3 separate regions of the Mus musculus genome follow, and all the other regions are linked to region 3. A link is a contact called in public Hi-C and Micro-C data. All regions are on one chromosome and are shown on one strand. Each heading gives the region's core, a stretch centred on a gene start, on an enhancer-like site or on the middle of the called end of the contact. The rest is flanking DNA. Distances are from core to core; before and after follow the strand shown.

Region 1 (3,280 bases), core at 640-3,139, 260 kb before region 3:
ACTTTTAAATACATCAACACTTGGGCCATTTCCCCATTCAATCTTGAAGTTGTTTTTGTCTTTGTTTTTTAATTTTTGTTTAGGGTGTGGGAGTGCCAGTCATAGCACATAAAGAGTCCATTCTCTCCACTTTAATTTGGGTTCTGGAGGACAAGATCCAGGTCCTTGGCTTATCTCTACAAGACATTATGCAGAAACCGTTCCCTGCCAGCTCTCTTCAGAACCAGACCGTCGGGGGCCTCTCCTCAGTTACATCCGTTTACCTGATCTAGTCTTTCTGAACGATGAGTGAGCCTCAGTCATCGTTAGGGCTAGTTAAACCACTGGTGGCATAGCACCTTTACTCCATGAACAAGGGAGGGCTTTCTCACCACTATCTTGAGGTCACAGTCTTACTGCCTCCACCTCCAAGTGTAGGGGCTTGGTCTGGTACTGCTTGTATTTAGGTGCTAAATTCTGTATCCCAAGGTCTAGTTGCCCCCAAGGAGGAGATCCTCACATACCCCAAGTGATGCTACGTATGTAACCTAGCCTCCCAAGTCAATTAGTCAATAAAAGGCTAAAGCCTGTGACTGGGCAATAGATAGAGGTAGGCAGGTTTTCAGTTACCTGGCTGGAGGTTGCAGGTAGAGAAAGGAGACTAAGAAAGACAGGGAAACTGGAGGAGGCCGCCACGAGAGGAGATGGACCATAAGCATGTGGCCAGGAAAAACAGCACGTCACAAGGGACACATGGGCAGGGATGTAAGTTAGAATAGCTCCAAACTAGTTCCAAACTAGAATAGCTGCACAACCTAGACTTACGGTTTGTAAATAAAATACCTGGATTGTGTGTGTGTCTTTTATTCAGGTTAGCAAAAATTTGTATTGCCTTTTATATCCAAGTTCTAGGATGATAGACATGTATCTCTGCACTTGGCTTATAGAGTCTTGAGGCTAGAACCCAGGGCTTCATCGTTCTAGCAGAGTGCTCTACCAATTATGCCCCAGCCTTGGCCTTCAAGTAAAAAAGTGAAAACAGAGCTGTGGGTGTAGTTCAATGGCGGGAGCCCTGAGTTCAATCCCCAGTTGTCAGTATCCACAGTCTACGGTTGACTACTGACTACCGTTCCTTTCCCTGCGTTGAATGAATGAGACCGCTGATCATTTAGAATGGCTCCGTTTCAGATGTGCACTGTAACAACCACAGAAAGAAGAACCACCTCCGACAAGTTTTTTTGTTTGTTTTTGTTTTTTAAAAGCTTACATTTTAAATGGTGCGTGTCTGTGTGCGAGCGCTAGCACCTGTGTGCAGTGCTTGAGAAGGCCAGAAGAGGTCACTGAAGTCACAGGCTGGTTTTTTACAGATGCACAACCCTAGCCTTTGCAAGGAGAAGTGGGCTGAACCCGCTGGCTTTACAGGATCCAGACCGGTAAACTAACCACCGGCGCTGTCACGCAGGAGCACCGAACATCGCCAGCGCTCCCTCCCTCCGCAGGGCTCGAACTTAAACTCTTAGGGCCTTTTTAGGGACGTCCCCTCTAGAGCCGCTCCCGGGGCGCAGTGCGCAGGCACCGCGCCACGGCCTGGCCCAACCCCTCCACGTGCGGCGCACACCTCGCGCCGCTCAGCAGAGCTCGCCTCGCGCCTCCTTCACTCCCTCCGCCCGCCCCCCTGCGGCGCCGGCTTTCTATTGGCTGACGGCTTCGTCGTTCTGACTGTCGCCCGGCGGGCCCCCACCAGCCCGGAAGTCCCGCCCCACGCGCGGGTCTCTGGCCTTCTGACAGGCTCGGAGGCTTGTCCATCGGCGAGGCCGGGCCCGAGTCGGCGGCTGGGGGCCCGCGGTCGCTGAGCCGCCCGGGCTGGCGGCGGTTTCCGGTTCAGCGCGGCTGGCGGGCGGGCGGGCGGCCCGGAACGGCGGCGGCGGCGGTGCGGCCCCCGACAGACAATGAGAGCGGCGGGGCGTTGCTGAGCGGCGGCAGCGAGAGCGACGCGGGCCCGGGGGCGGGGCGGGCGCCAGTCATGGACAATCAGGTAAGAAGCCTCCGCCCGGGACTGGCCTCCCGCTGCCCTGCGCGGCGTTGTGGCCGGCCCTGCGCGCACACCGCCCCGTGGGCACCGAGTTTGCGCGCGCCCACCCGGATGGGCCCTTCTCCAGCCACTGCGACCCCGGGGCGTCCTTCCCCCATCGCCATCTCGGGATGCCCCTCCTCCACTGTGACCCACGTACCCCTCCCCCATCGCGACCCCAGGTCTGGTGCAGAACCCTTTGGGATCTAACTCAGCACCCCAGTGCCACCCACTCCACACTGGGGAATTCTCTGCCAGCGTAGTGTATCCACACCGCCGCGGCATCTTGAGGGACTCAGCCTGGCTCAGAGCCCCGTGAGACACCCCTTAGAATCCCGGAGTACCCCCTGGGCATCATACAGGAGCTCAGGGCTTCAACACCTTAGGAACTCCATCTCATTCCAGAGTCCCCGGAGGCGCCCCTTAGGAATCCAGTTTACACACAGACTCCTGAAGTGTTTATCAGGATCCCAGGGATTTAGCGCCCTGGGCATCATCACAGCCTGGAACCCTTTGGGATTCCCCTTAGAGCCTTGGTACTACCTTAGCACCCTGGGGATCTCCCGCCTGGTCCACAGCTCTCCAGGAAGACTTTTGGAATCCTATAGCCACTCACAGCACCATGGGGATCCCGTCCTGGCCCCACATCCCCTGGGAAATCATTTAGAATCCCAGTAGAGAATGGAACCCATTGGGATTACAAAGCCACCCAGTCTAGCCGGGAACTCACGTCCCTTATGAATCCAAATCTAGCCAGACTCCCTTCAGAACTCCAGTACACCCCACAGCTCCTGGCATCCTTGTATGGCCCAGAATCTTTGGAAACATGTCTCAGAACTTAAGTGGGTCTTCCAGCCCCTGTGGTCCCTAGCATGAATCAGACTCTGTGGAGAGTCTACACAGAGTCCCCACAGACAGGGCTAGTAACTTTAGGATGCCCCCCCTACATATCCTCTTAGATGCTACACCACCCCAAATAGGGCCTGAGCCTCAATCTTTTTTTGGAAGATTCCTTCTTCCTGGGCCCATGACCCCAAATCTCCCCAAACTCCAGGGAATACCCCCCCCCCAACCAGGTGCTAGCTTCAGGTCTGTTTTGAATGCTCTCTGCCCAGCCACACCCTCTCTCCATCTAAGACACTCACTTCAGTTCACTTTTCCCAGCCTCTTGGGTAGCCTGCCTCCTCTACCTCTTCCCCTCATGTCACCCAGCTCTGTACCATGTGAGCT
Region 2 (3,257 bases), core at 574-3,073, 300 kb after region 3:
AGCATTCCCTGCTAGGATGTGGCCCACAGGGCATGGTAAAACCCAAGGTCCTGGGTCTGCAAACTTAAAGTACTTGTCAATCCGCTCCCACTCCCCAGCAGTTGCCACAGGCTGGCTCTCCCACCTCAGACCTTATCCGTCACAGCCTTTACAATAGCACACAGGACGAGCTCAGGCTCCATGCTCAGGAATGCTGAACCACTAACTGCTAAGCAAGACATCTTCACCCAGAGGCCAGCCACTCTGTTGACTCTGAGCAGTTAATACCAGGTGTGGCCTGAGCAGTAGGGATCTGTACTTGAGCAAAGGGCTCTGTGTGGTTTGGGGACAGTGAAGACCCTGCCAAACCCACGCTTGCCCTGTGCCCTCACCCATTTCACCTTCAAAAGAACAAGGTCATGTCCCAAGACCAGTTGGTCCCCACCACAGAACCATCCCTAGTGGTACATACCCGGCTGAAGGGGATGCCGTACTTCTTCAGGATGATGGGCGAGATGAGTGTCATCTTGTGCCTTAGGAAGGCATCACAGCCCTGTGAGCTCCCAGGGAAGAAGCCTGGGGTGGAGGAAAGCCGTGTCAGAGTGGGTGTCAGTGTGGGAGACAGGAGCAGCTGTCACTCCTGTGACTGACAGCTGCCCAGCAGACAGCTCTCCTGCAAGCTCTTAGGCAGACTCCACCCTATTCACTAGGACAGTCACCAAGGTGTCCTAAGCACACAGCCTCTAGGAGGCAGCATCCCAGGACCATATGGATGGGTTCGGTGAGCTGGCAGCATTTAACTCCTCCCTGAATGGCATGGGAAACTACAAAGAGCAAAGTTGAGAACTACCAAGAAACAAGACGGCTGCAGCTGCTGTGTGCAGCCTCTGGGTCCCAGCACCTTAGTAGTCCACAGAGGAGAAATGAGGCCCCAGGACACAGCTGACCTCAGGACAGGGAGCAGCCTATGTTCCTACCAGGGCCCCCTCACCTCCCCAGGCAGATGTTCTGTTTGCCTTAGAACAAGACAGCCGTCTCAAGGATCAGCCATGTCCTGGGATCCCCACATAGATTCTGCCCTTGTGCTCCTTGAGGAGCAGTTCCCACTACGGACAGATGATCCTTTCAGAGGCTCAGGGTAGGCTGGGCTCAGCTCTACCCTCTCAAAAGCAGCACTGCAGCAGCCAAGATGGGCAGCATAGGAAGCAAGTGAGGCAGGGGGCACCTAGTTCTTAGACTGACTGCTCACCACACAACACTGTCCTGTGTACACTCAGAGAACACAGTGAGGGTCACAGAAGTCTGCTGTGGGCAAAGCAGGGGACAGGAGGAGAACTGAGCCAGCTTCAGAGTCTAAGGACCCTTCCAGAATCCCTCAGACACTCGCCCAGCTTCTAAGCTAGTATGTCCCTGCTAGGTCTCTGCTTCCAGAGCACATGTTTGAGTGTATGCACACCCACAGACATGTGCACAGGGCACATGGCGAGCAGGGATTTAGAGGCCCTGGCTGTTGGCAGGAGGCTGAGCTGGAAGAGCAGGCACCAGAGGGGATGACGGCCGAGTCCTCAACTTTCCTTCCTTGGTGCTAAAAGCGCCTTAGTTAAAATTATGACTGCAGCTTCCAGCAGCACGTCTCCCTCCTAAGCACGGCTTAAGTGGCTCTCATTAGGGCCCTAATAAAGGCTCAAATCTAAAGTGATTAGCGCCCCCACATCAGTGCTCTCCTGCGGGCGGGTGCCTCTCCCCATAAGCCCATTTATGGCTCAGCTATTCGTTCTCTGTGAGTTAGCAGAGAACTCTGTGAGCCTGCTCCACTCAGCTCTGCTGTGGGTGGCATCAGTGGCGCATGCCCAAAGAAGGTCTTGGGGCTGCCAAAGCTGGAGCCGCAGGGGAGCTGTATGGAGCCTCCTGCTGTGTCCTGCCTCCCGATCTTATCCCCACCCTTCCCTGGGCAAACTGCTCGGTCCTTCCTCTGGTTCCAGGGAACCTCCCCACCCAGCTGTCGGGACTATGTGGACAGGGCAGATTGTTCTTGTTGGAGGCAGGGTCTCACTATGTGGTCTTGGATAGCCTAGAACTCACTATGTGGACCAGGAGGACCTTAAACCCAGAGATCCACCTGCCTCTGCCTCCTGAGTGCTGGGTCTGGACGCCTGCACCACCACACCCTGAAGTCAGGTGTTTGAAGCAGTCAGCCTGGAGGTTCAGAACTGAAATCCCGCTGAGCTGCTGCACACCCCTGCTGGCCCTCGGAATGCTGATGTGACGAGTGGGATGGACGGAGGGTGCTGGCGTCATTCTGAGGTCAGCTTCCCTGTTTCCAGAGGCCACAAAGCAAGAACTGCCTGAGCCTCACTCACTGAGCTGCATCACACTGTCAGCAGAGGCTGGGCAGCAACTGTGAGGTCATGCCCAGGCCCTGCGGTGTCAGCTGAAGAGCATTTCCTTTGTGTTTTATAAATGACATCAGCTCACTCAGGGCACCTACAAGGTATCCACAACCTAACCCCCAGGACCTGTGTGTGGCGACTTCCAGGGCAGAAAAGACTCTGCAGACATCTCAAGCTAAAGAGCCTGAGCTTGATCACCCTGCCCAGTGTCCTCACGGCTCCTCCTCAGACAGAGGCAGGAGGAGGAGGACAGGCTGAGAGCCTAGGAGATGTACTGCTGGCACTAGGCTAGGAAAAGGGGGTGGAGAGCTGAAAGCTGCATGGTGGGCTGAAGGACTCCCAGGACACCCTGCTGCATCTGTGGCCTTAGCATCTGAGCTGTGTGGGCACCACCTAGGCTGCTCACAGCCACTGAGGCTATGCATGGGCACAGTGGAACAGGGAAGCAGGTATGTGGCCAGCACTGCCTTAGTGGCCTTGCTCAAGGCCACACGGTGAACACTGCAGAGGGCAATGTCTGGGCGCTGTATGAAGATGTTTCCTGCAGCTGGGTCCTGCAGGAGCCAGGTTAGTCTTCCTGTGTCAGGGCTGCTCTGGGGATGACTGAGGCTAGGCAGACCTTTCAAGTAGTCAGGACTCACAGTGCTCTCAATGTGTGTGTCCCTAGATTCCCACATACAAACTTAGACCTGACAAAGGAATGGCTGAGCTGGGCATGGTGGCATGGATCTGTCATCCCAGCACTTGTGAGGCTGAGGCAGGAGGATTGTAAATTCAAGGCTAGCTTAGGCTACAAAGTGAATTCAAGATAAGCCAGGGTTCAATGTAGCTAAACCCTGTCTTTAAAAGCTAGCAAAAGAAAAACCAACATGGCTAGGATAGCTGCCC
Region 3 (3,192 bases), core at 93-2,592:
GTCCCCAAACTGAACCCTGGAGGAGCCCCGAAGGGGCCACCACTGGGTGTCAAGCATCAGGCTGACTGAGAAAGTGTTACATCCCAGAGTGCTCAGGGAGTCAGGGCCACGGGGCAAAAGGGGGTGTGGAAGCAATTAGTATATCAGTGCTCAACCTGTGGGTTGCCACCCCTTTGGCAAATGTCTAAATAGGAAATCCAGAAACATTTACATTACCATTCATAACAGTAGCAAAGCTAGTTATGAAGAAGTAACAAAAATAATTTTATGGTTGGGGTCACCACAATGAGGAACTATATTTAAGGGTCACGGCATTAAGAAGATTGAGAACCACTGAATTAGGAAATACAGATCAGGTGGCCAAGCCTAAATCAGGGGATGTAAGCTGCACTCCAAAGGACTCTGAAGACTGGTAGGAAGAGACGTGCAGGTTCTGCAACAACTGGGTAGTCCTACCATATTCAAACCCCTTAAATGGGATGTCGACTCCAGAGGGGAGGTTTCACGGTGTCAAAAATAAAAACGGGATGTGAAGAAGCAGTTAGGAGTTTCAAGATCAGATGGCCAGGCCTAAATGGGGGGCATCAAGTGCACCTCAAAGGACCTGGAGCCCTGTGGCGGGAATAGGGGCGCCCGGTCCGGGTTTAAGCAGACCTCGGGGTGTAAGCTACAGGTCGGGGTGGCCGAGCACCTTCGCGGGATGAAGGAGAGCCGGACCTGAGCCTGAGGCTATGCCGGGGAAGGAGGCCCAGGCCCCAGGCGAGGGAAGCGGGGAAGGGAGCGTGGCGGGCTGGGCCCGCGAGCAGGCTCGGAGGTCTCGCCCGCCTCGTTCGAGGCCGCGGAGCCGCGTCTCAAGGCCCGTTGGGCTCCCCGGGCGGCCTGCGAGGCCGGAAGGCGTGGGGTGGGGGTGGGGGGTGGGAGGCGGTCGCGGCGCGGCCGAGGAGCCTCGAGGTCGGGAGGAGGCAGAAGCCGGGGCTGCCGCGAGGAACCCGGCCGGGGACCAGACTCCACGGTAGGGGGGCCCGCTGGGTGCCCAGACCGGGTGAGGCCGAACTCCCACAACCTGAAGCGCTCGCCCTTCGACTCTGGGGCTCCCTTGACTTCCCGCCCCGCGCCCGCCTGCCGCCAGCTGGCCCCCGGCGGCGCCTCCCCTACCTTCGTTCGCCAGGTCCGCCATTTTACTTCCTTAAGCCCTCCCACAAGGCCCCGCGCCCGGCCCCCGGGCTCCGAGGGCTTTCTGCTGGGAGAGTTCTGCGCCTGCGCATCCCATAAGCCAGCGCCGGTGTGAGGAGGAGGGAAGCTCGCACCCGCTAGAGCTCCGGCCGCGCGCCTGCGCAGTAACGGCTCTCCGCCCGCCTCTTCCCGCCCGCAAAGGGAAGAGGGTGTGGCTAGCGTGGCACGCATGCGCACAGGCAGCGCCAGTTTGCTATTGGTCCTGAGCTCCTAGCATTGGCAGCATGTTAAGGAGGTGGGGGGGGGGGAGGAGGATGGCCGAGCCCCACGCATGCGCAGGAGAGACGTGCCGCTGCTTGCTGTCCTGACTGCCATCCCGCCACTTTCTCTGTTTGTTTCTCTGGCGTGAGCCTAGGTAGGCTTTTTAGCGATTCCGCGTACAGGAAGGAGTGGCCCATGTCCCTGAATCAGAAGCCAGGCCCTTTCACACAGCTTTCCTATGGCTATTTGGGGTGGTTGAGGAAGAGGCAAAGTCAGAGGTCACCCTAGATTTCAAACACAGGATGTCCTAATAAAACTAGACTCTTAACCTCTCTGGGCATTAGACTTGGCATTGGTGCGCACGCCTTTAATCCCAGCACTCAGGCAGACGCAAGAGGATCTCCGTTTGAGAGCAGCCTGGTCCAGGGCTACACAGACTATGTCTTGAAAACAAACAAACAATAAGTAATAAGAAAAGATGTATTTGTGTATGAGTGCTATGTGTGTGCAGTGCCTACAAAAGGCTAAAAAAGGAAAGGCTATCCTGGAACTGGACTGTGGGTGACCGGTCTAAGCCAACTATGTGGGTGCTAAGAACTCAGGCCAGGCGTGGTGGCGTACGCCTTTAATCCCAGCACTCGGGAGGCAGAGGCAGGCGGATTTCTGAGTTCGAGGGCAGTCTGGTCTACAGAGTGAGTTCCAGGACAGCCAGGGCTATACAGAGAAACCCTGTCTGGAAAAAAGAAAGAAAGAGAGAGAGAGAGAGAGAGAGAGAGAGAGAGAGAGAGAGAGAGAGAGAGAGAGAAGAAGAAGAAGAAGAAGAAGTAAGGAAGAAAGAAAGGAAGGGAGAATGGAAAACCAAACCTATATTCACCTTTGCATACTGACAAGACACCTGAAAGCAGCTACTACGTATTTTAAATCTGGGTATACTCCTATAGATCTGTGAGATAGGGAGACACTGTCACAGTGTAGTCCAGTCTGGTCTTGAACTCAAAATTCTCCTGCCTCATCTTCCCAAGTGCTGGGGCCACAGATATAGAACTCACTCTTGCCGGGCGTGGTGGCACATGCCTTTAATCCCAGCACTTGGGAGGCAGAGGCAGGCAGATCTCTGAGTTCGAGGCCAGCCTGGTCTACAGAGTGAGTTCCAGGACAGCCAGGGCTACACAGAGAAACCCTGTCTCGAAAAAAAAAAAAAAAAAAAAAGAGCTCACTCACACTTTCTTTCTCCCCCCCCACCCCCAGTTTTGAGTATTTTATGTAGCCCAGACTGCCCTCGAAATGGCTTTGTAGATGAGGGTGCCCATGTACTTCTGATCCTCCTGCCGGCACAGCCAGAAAGTTAGGCTAACATATGTCACCATCATACCCAGGTTCAATGGTTTTGGTTTTGGTTTTTGGTTTTTAGTTTTGAAAGAGAGTGTCATTACATAGCTCAGGCTGGTCTGGAGTTTTCAGTAATCCCCCTGCCTCAGCTTCCAACTCCTGGGAACATGAATGTGTGCATACAACGCAACCTTCTGTCTCCCTGGTGTATGTGGTGAGTGTGGATGTATGTGCACAGCAAGTGTACATGAAGAAGTAGGGGGGTTGGGGATCCTGCTCTATGTGTCTGCTTTATTCACTTCAGACAGCCTCCCTCACTCAACCTGGAGCTACACTGGGCTAGGGTCACAGGCCCTCCTAGCCATCCTGGCTTCTCACGTGGGTGCTGGGATTTGAACTCCTGTCCAAATGCTTTACCAGTCAAGCCAT

The links. A called contact is a pair of places that touch in the nucleus more often than the background predicts.
Region 1: a Micro-C map of embryonic stem cells shows a contact between it and region 3, with 3 times the contacts expected there. The contact joins the promoter of Mllt1 here to the promoter of Ranbp3 in region 3. A contact is called at or near these places in 6 of 39 promoter capture datasets (cranial neural crest, embryonic stem cells, liver and 1 more), 7 of 484 Hi-C or Micro-C datasets (the Ba/F3 cell line, CD4 T cells, the HL-1 cell line and 2 more), 6 of 115 datasets of contacts at active chromatin or transcription factors (embryonic stem cells, memory CD8 T cells and microglia) and 1 of 9 other capture datasets (adipose tissue).
Region 2: a contact with region 3 is called in a Hi-C map of cortical neurons, with 3 times the contacts expected there. The contact joins the enhancer-like site here to the promoter of Ranbp3 in region 3. A contact is called at or near these places in 19 of 39 promoter capture datasets (the 3T3-L1 cell line, 3T3-L1-derived adipocytes, the C10 cell line and 11 more), 3 of 15 datasets of contacts at CTCF or cohesin (the NIH/3T3 cell line, large pre-B cells and pro-B cells), 49 of 484 Hi-C or Micro-C datasets (the AML12 cell line, B cells, the BV-2 cell line and 36 more), 24 of 115 datasets of contacts at active chromatin or transcription factors (the 230-238 cell line, the HPC-7 cell line, the NIH/3T3 cell line and 16 more) and 4 of 9 other capture datasets (adipose tissue, embryonic stem cells, liver and 1 more).

The regions. Positions count from the first base shown.
Region 1 is chr17:56,933,997-56,937,276 of GRCm38.p6, reverse strand. It overlaps Mllt1 (myeloid/lymphoid or mixed-lineage leukemia; translocated to, 1), which reads left to right and starts at 1,889. Exons shown (of 12, transcript NM_022328.2): 1 at 1,889-2,014. The coding sequence starts at 2,003.
Region 2 is chr17:56,369,722-56,372,978 of GRCm38.p6, reverse strand. It overlaps Kdm4b (lysine (K)-specific demethylase 4B), which reads right to left. Exons shown (of 23, transcript NM_172132.3): 7 at 452-555. Among named protein-coding and RNA genes, the nearest start is that of Gm32715, 17 kb to the left of the region's middle. Within about 2 kb of position 1,823, at least 33 of the 459 cell types and tissues checked have an H3K27ac peak or open chromatin away from gene starts, as enhancers often do. A contact at or near this core is called in cerebral cortex, cortical neurons and frontal cortex, where this site is marked.
Region 3 is chr17:56,671,375-56,674,566 of GRCm38.p6, reverse strand. Ranbp3 (RAN binding protein 3) reads right to left here and starts at 1,342. Exons shown (of 17, transcript NM_001252466.1): 1 at 1,156-1,342. The coding sequence starts at 1,177.